Linked DNA regions of Triticum aestivum: region 1 is linked to region 2. A link is a contact called in public Hi-C data. All regions are on one chromosome and are shown on one strand. The core of a region is the stretch at or near the end of the contact, and the rest is flanking DNA. Distances in the headings are between cores, read along the strand shown. Region 1 overlaps LOC123091095 (probable beta-D-xylosidase 7). Region 2 overlaps LOC123091094 (adenylylsulfatase HINT3).

Region 1 (3,499 bases), core at 640-3,139, 49 kb after region 2:
TGACACGAATAGATCGGGCCTTTTCCGTCGTACCCAACCTTTTGGTTACCCTGTTGTCCGTGGGTATGGACTATTGAGCGTGCCCACAATGCCACAAAGGTCATGCCTTACGGTACACAGCCCGTGCTTCTTGTTAGCAGGAGCTAGCTGGATCCATATGCATGTGATTTGATTCTGGCACGACTAATTTAAGATGGACATGTCGTTAACTTCATGTTGGAGTTCTACCAACTATATGTTAGGCCTTCCTGATCACTAATTGTTAGGCCGTATAAAGTCTGCAAAATCAACTAATTATTAGGTTTGTTCAGTCAAGCACCACTTGTTCAGTCATATATACCCGTGGTTCATGCAGGTGCTCGAGTAGTACTCCCTCCATTTCGAATTATAAAATGTTCAAACATTTTTCTAAATCGGATGTATATATACGTGTTTTAGTGTGTTTGGTCGCTCATTTTAGTCTGTGCATAGTTTATATTGAAATACCCAAAACGTCTTATAACTCGGAGGGGAGGTGGTAGCATACTTTGAGAAAGGTGTCGCCAACTTGATGGTCACCATGCAATGCAAGTTTGTGTTGCAAGCATGTCTTAATTATTGTCCAGTACGTGTATCTATATCTATATCTTTTCCTTTTCACGTTACCTTTATTGTTCACTGCCCATTGCCTGACACGTACACGTCGGCGCGCATGCGTGTAGGCGATCGGCAGGGAGGCTCGGGCGCTGTACAACCTGGGGCAGGCGGAGGGCCTGACGATGTGGTCCCCGAACGTGAACATCTACCGGGACCCGCGGTGGGGCCGCGGGCAGGAGACCCCGGGGGAGGACCCGACGACGGCGAGCCGCTACGGCGTGGCGTTCGTCAAGGGCCTGCAGGGGAACTCGTCGGCGTCGCTGCTGCAGACGTCGGCCTGCTGCAAGCACGCCACGGCGTACGACCTGGAGGACTGGAACGGCGTGGCCCGCTACAACTTCGACGCCAGGGTGACGGCGCAGGACCTGGAGGACACGTACAACCCGCCGTTCCGGAGCTGCGTGGTGGACGGCAAGGCCAGCTGCGTCATGTGCGCCTACACCGGCATCAACGGCGTCCCCGCCTGCGCCAACTCCGACCTCCTCACCAAGACCGTCAGAGGAGACTGGGGCCTCGACGGGTACAGCAATTTTTTGTTTTTGTTTCGATTGGAAGTCACATGCGGGACGGGAGTGCGGTCGTCTTCACGCGCTACTGATGCCATGGTCTACTCTTTTGGCTGCTTGCTTGCGTGCGTGCAGGTACGTCGCCTCCGACTGCGACGCCGTGGCCATCATGCGTGACGCGCAGCGGTACGCGCCCACGCCCGAGGACGCGGTTGCACTCGCGCTCAAGGCCGGTAAGCATTTGCATGGATTTGCATTGTATTCAGTGAGCACACGACTAAAACTCATCCACTTTCCTGACCTGTCAATTCTACTCTGGCTTCTATGTACTACAAGATACTAGTAGTTCACTATAGTATTGGACCCCGGTACGAGTTCATTCTTCAAAACGATAGTGACGTGGATAATTGTGTTTGTGCGTATCACCCAGGACTGGACATCGACTGCGGGACCTACATGCAGCAGCACGCGGCGGCCGCTGTGCAGCAGGGCAAGATCACGGAGGACGACATCGACAAGGCGCTCAACAACCTCTTCGCCGTCCGGATGCGCCTGGGCCACTTCGACGGCGACCCCAGGGCCAACATCTACGGCGGCCTCAACGCCGCCGACATCTGCACCCCGGAGCACAGGAGCCTCGCCCTCGACGCCGCGCAGGACGGCATCGTCCTCCTCAAGAACGACGCTGGCATCCTCCCGCTCGACCGGGCCGCCGTCGCCTCCGCCGCCGTCATCGGGCCCAACGCCAACAACCCCGGCCTGCTCATCGGCAACTACTTCGGCCCGCCCTGCGAGTCCGTCACGCCGCTCAAGGGGGTCCAGGGCTACGTCAAGGACGCCAGGTTCCTCGCAGGGTGCCGCTCGGCGGCCTGCGACGTGGCCGACACGGACGAGGCGGCCTCCCTGGCGGCCTCGTCGGACTACGTGCTCCTCCTCATGGGACTGAGCCAGCAGCAGGAGAGCGAAGGGCGCGACAGGACCAGCCTCCTGCTCCCCGGGCAGCAGCAGAGCCTCATCACCGCCGTCGCCGACGCCGCCAAGAGGCCCGTCATCCTGGTGCTCCTCACGGGCGGGCCGGTGGACGTGACCTTCGCCAAGACCAACCCCAAGATCGGCGCCATCCTCTGGGCCGGTTACCCCGGCCAGGCCGGCGGGCTCGCCATCGCCAGGGTGCTCTTCGGCGACCACAACCCCGGCGGGAGGCTGCCGGTGACCTGGTACCCGGAAGAGTTCACCAAGGTGCCCATGACCGACATGCGGATGCGCGCCGACCCGGCCACCGGCTACCCCGGCCGGAGCTACCGCTTCTACCAGGGAGAGACTGTCTACAAGTTTGGCTACGGCCTCAGCTACTCCAGCTACTCTCGCCGGCTGGTCTCATCCGGCACCCCCAACACGGACTTGCTCGCAGGCCTGAGCACAATGCCATTGCCAGCGGCGGAACAAGGCGTCGCGAGCTACCACGTCGAACATATTGGTCCCCAACGGTGCGAGCAGCTCAGGTTCCCAGCCGTGGTCGAGGTGGAAAACCACGGCCCCATGGACGGCAAGCACTCGGTGCTCGTGTACCTCCGGTGGGCCAACGCAACCGCCGGCCGGCCGGCGAAGCAGCTCATCGGGTTCAGGAGACAGCACCTCAAGGCAGGGGAGAAGGCCAGACTCACATTTGATATCAGCCCGTGTGAACATTTTAGCAGGGTGAGGAAGGATGGCAGCAAGGTGGTAGACAGAGGATCTCATTTCCTCATGGTTGACAAGCATGAGATGGAGATTACGTTCGAGGTTTGAGCTTTACTAGATTGATTGACTTGCAGGGAAGGGGTAGAGGTGGATACATAGAGTGTAATTCCCCCATTGTAGTACGTATAATTTTTATTTGCATTGGAGTGAGTTGAGTACCCTTGGAAACTAGGCTGTTGTAAGGGATGATGAGTTCGCTGCTTCTTCTAATAAAGATAAGATCAATCTAGTCCAACAAAAAGGCATGTCCTTTTTCCCCAATATCGTCCAGATGTAGAATGCCATGCAAATGTCAATTTTAATAATTGATTATATCACAAACAAAATATAACCAGACTTGTACCAAACTAACAGGGGTGCACCTAGTTGACCATTTAGTTTGTGAAATACAGAACTTTACAGACTAGAGAGGGCAAAACACCAATTGTTGTATTATTATGCTATAAGAACATAGAGAAACATAGTTGATGCAAACCAGTGCAAACGCCAACTCTTGATTGTTCATCACCAAGCTCATGCAAGCACATCTCCATATCCGCCTGCAGTGCATCCCTTGTGATCATTCATGTTGCAGAAAAACGAAAAAAGGAATAAGGAATGCACCAAGCTGGCTCAAG
Region 2 (3,270 bases), core at 112-2,611:
AGCTGCATCAAGAAGCAACTTGATTCTTCAGAAGACTGAAGCTCATTACCGCATAAGGTCCAATAGAAAGCTGCTTCAGTTGTCCAGTCAAGTACATAATCTGCCTCGGTTGCATAGCTGAAGTAATCCATGAGTTTAACAAATTCGAAAAACACTGGCACTGTAACTACTGTATAATATCTGCCTCGATGCCCAGCTCTTATTGTCAACTGAGGGGACGAACTATGTACGGAGCCACCTTCGTATAGATGATTATATCTTATGGAAAAAATCTAATGAAACTAATTTGGTGTTGTAGATGTTAATATATTTTTTGATAACCTTGTGCTCACCCTATATACTCCCTCAGTTTCAAGATAATTAAAGTTCTAGTTTTGTCCTAAGTCAAATTTCTTGAAGTTTAACCAAACATATAGATAAATATGCTAATGTCTACAGCATCAATGCATATAGTATGAAATATATCTTATGGAAAAATCTATGGAAACTAATTTGGTATTATAGATGTTATTTTTTTTTTGATAAACTTGGTTAATAAAAAGAGGTTTGACTTGGGACAAACTAGAATTACAAATAATTTGGAATAGACGGAATATAACTGTACTAGAACCAATTAAGCCTGATAGCTAGTTAGGTAAAGGCTACGTACAATTTTTCAGGCTTTTTTTTCCTTTCTTATATAGTATTTTGTAATGTTCAACATGTATTAGAAAGTTCCTTGGGTATTTTAAAAAATATTCATCATGTATTAATTTATCTCGTATGAAGAAAATGTTTGTGGTCTATTTTAATAAAATGTCTGGCGAGGACGGGGCGTCGACCCGTTGGCTGGGCAGCTGGGGTAGCTGCCAGCCCACCCGGGTTCGGGTCTTGGTTTTAACGCACGGTGCTCGCGGAGTTTCTTCTATAAAAAAAGCTAACAATAAAATGCTTGGCATGTATTAAAAATGTTCATGGTGTATTAAAAATTCCATCGTGTATTTAAAAATTCATCATGTGAAATCAAAAGGACATATCATGTATTGAAAATTCTTCCACATGCATTTGAAAAAAAAATGTAATTAAAATAAATTCATGCATTTAAAAATATTTATGTAGTTAAGTAATTTTAGAAAAGTGTTCACACATTTTAATACATATGTTAAGCATTCAATTATTTAAAAAATATGTTTTGTTTTCAAACGGAAACAGAAAAAAATGACCCAAAACCAAAAAATAAAAAAGGGGGCATAATAGAAAATAGCGATGGAAAAACGCAAAAGGAAATGGAAAAAACAACCGAAAAGAAAGAACACTAAAGGGGGCCATTGGCCCCTTGAAAAAAAAACAGGAAAACTGACAAAAAAACAGGCCCAGATTTTGTTTAGGAAACCCTCTTACCGTTCGGTGCTAGCCCATGGCCCACATCAGTGCGCCAGAGTCGTATGCAGCACAGTGTATATCTACGAAATCACTAATTGAGAAGTATTCTTTTTGCAAAGATCACTCCCACCTCCTCGAGTTGTGACAAGTGGCGCATTGCATGTGCGTCATTTGTCGCAACCTGGTAGTTTCCTTTTTTTCGTAGAGTCGTTTATTCAAAATGTTTTATCTCTTAAACTGTGTGTCTAAATCTTGAACCGTTTTCGCCATTGAATTCCTCACGTTTAGATATTTAAAAGTAGATCCCATATTGATAGGTTTTGATGAACTTTTTTTCACGAAAATAAGTGGACAAAAAAACTGAACCAGGAGCACGTTTTTTTTCTCTTTCCGAGAGAGGCACAGTCGCGCCTCTCGTGAAATCACGACTGTGCCTCTCGAGGAAGCAAAATTGTGCCTCTCGTGGACGAAAAAACAAAAAATAGTTTTTTTTTCGTTTTCGAGAGGCACGGCAGTGCCTCTCGCGAAAAAAAGAAAAAAAAATAGGAAACACGATTTATTCTTCCTGTTCCCGAGAGGCATGGCCGTGCCTCTCGCAAAAGCAAAACCGTACCTCTTGCCAAAGGATAAAAACAGAAAATGCATTTTTTTCGTTCCCGAGAGGCATGGTTGTGCCTTTCGCAAAAGCAAACTTGTGCCTCCCGCGGAAGCAAAAAAAAGACGTATTTTTTCGCGCAAAAAAAAGTTGAATTTTTTCTTTTGTCCGAAAGCTAAGGAAGACCGGTGGAAAACAAAATAGTCGAAAAAAAACCGGGAACAGCCGTTAAAAGCCAAAACGCGTGCGGAAAAATTAAGAAAAAAATAGGAAAGAGCGCCCAGAGTGCGAGACGTGGCGGCGGCTGAGAGCGTGCCAAGTGGCGCTGATCGTTGTGAGGCTCCCGAATAAGCGCGGGCTCGCCTACTTCGAGATGGTACAACGTCTCGCCTCAGGCGGTAGTCCTGATGGGCCAGCCTAACAACACATATAATGTGAGAGGTCTTAGGAACCTTCTATGCAACAATGGGGAATTGATTCTCAGAACCTTTTGTCCGGGGTTTTTTTCCTGTGTTTTTGTTTTCTCTGTCTTTCTTCATTGGCTTTTATTGGTTTTCTTTTCTTTTTACGATTATCATTATTTTCCCTTTACTTTTTTAATAGTCTCTTGTTATTTCATTATTAAATATTCTTTATCTCACTTTTCCCCTTTTTTTATTTCCAAATACATGTTAAAAGTTTGTAATACACATTGAACAATTTTTGTATACATATTGAACACTTTTTGTATACACGTTGAACATTTTTCAAATACACATTGAATGTTTTTTTAATACAAGTTATACATTTGTGAAATGCACATTGAACATTTTTTTAATACACGGTAACCATTTTCCTAACATACACTGAACATTTTTCACAGATGCCATGAACTTGATTGTAAACGTGCAAACATTTGTTTAAGTATTAGAACATATTTTTAATGTCATGATCATTTTATTTGAATGGTAATGGTACCAAACATTTTCTTAATTACGTAGACTTTTAACATATTGACTTAACATTTATAGCAAGGCCATGAGCATATTTTTGAAACATGTGAACATTTTTTTTAAATTTGTTGAACATTTTTGTGATGGTGTGAAACATTTTTCTAAAATTAATTGAAGATATTTTCACATTGTATAAACATTTTTTTTCTAAATGTCGCATAAATATTGTTGAACTGCGTGAACATTCTTCTTAAATGCCATCAACTTTTTTTTGAATAGTACGAAATATTTTTTAACAAACTTTTGCATTGTGTAAAATTTTCTATAAATGTCACAAACATGTTTTTGAAATGCATGGACATTTTTAAAATGGAAAAAAAT

The links. Hi-C and Micro-C count contacts between places; a contact is called where the count stands out from the background.
Region 1: a contact with region 2 is called in a Hi-C map of leaf, with 4 times the contacts expected there. The contact joins two enhancer-like sites. A contact is called at or near these places in 2 of 5 Hi-C or Micro-C datasets (leaf and an unstated tissue).

What each region holds. Positions count from the first base shown.
Region 1 is chr4B:72,459,527-72,463,025 of IWGSC CS RefSeq v2.1, forward strand. LOC123091095 (probable beta-D-xylosidase 7) reads left to right here. Exons shown (of 4, transcript XM_044512495.1): 2 at 702-1,156; 3 at 1,278-1,375; 4 at 1,573-3,117. The coding sequence ends at 2,930. It also overlaps the pseudogene LOC123091096. Among protein-coding and RNA genes, the nearest start is that of LOC123091095, 3.4 kb to the left of the region's middle. Within about 2 kb of position 1,890, at least 2 of the 8 cell types and tissues checked have an H3K27ac peak or open chromatin away from gene starts, as enhancers often do.
Region 2 is chr4B:72,410,885-72,414,154 of IWGSC CS RefSeq v2.1, forward strand. It overlaps LOC123091094 (adenylylsulfatase HINT3), which reads left to right. Exons shown (of 7, transcript XM_044512494.1): 7 at 1-305. The coding sequence ends at 39. Among protein-coding and RNA genes, the nearest start is that of LOC123091094, 8.7 kb to the left of the region's middle. Within about 2 kb of position 1,362, at least 1 of the 8 cell types and tissues checked has an H3K27ac peak or open chromatin away from gene starts, as enhancers often do.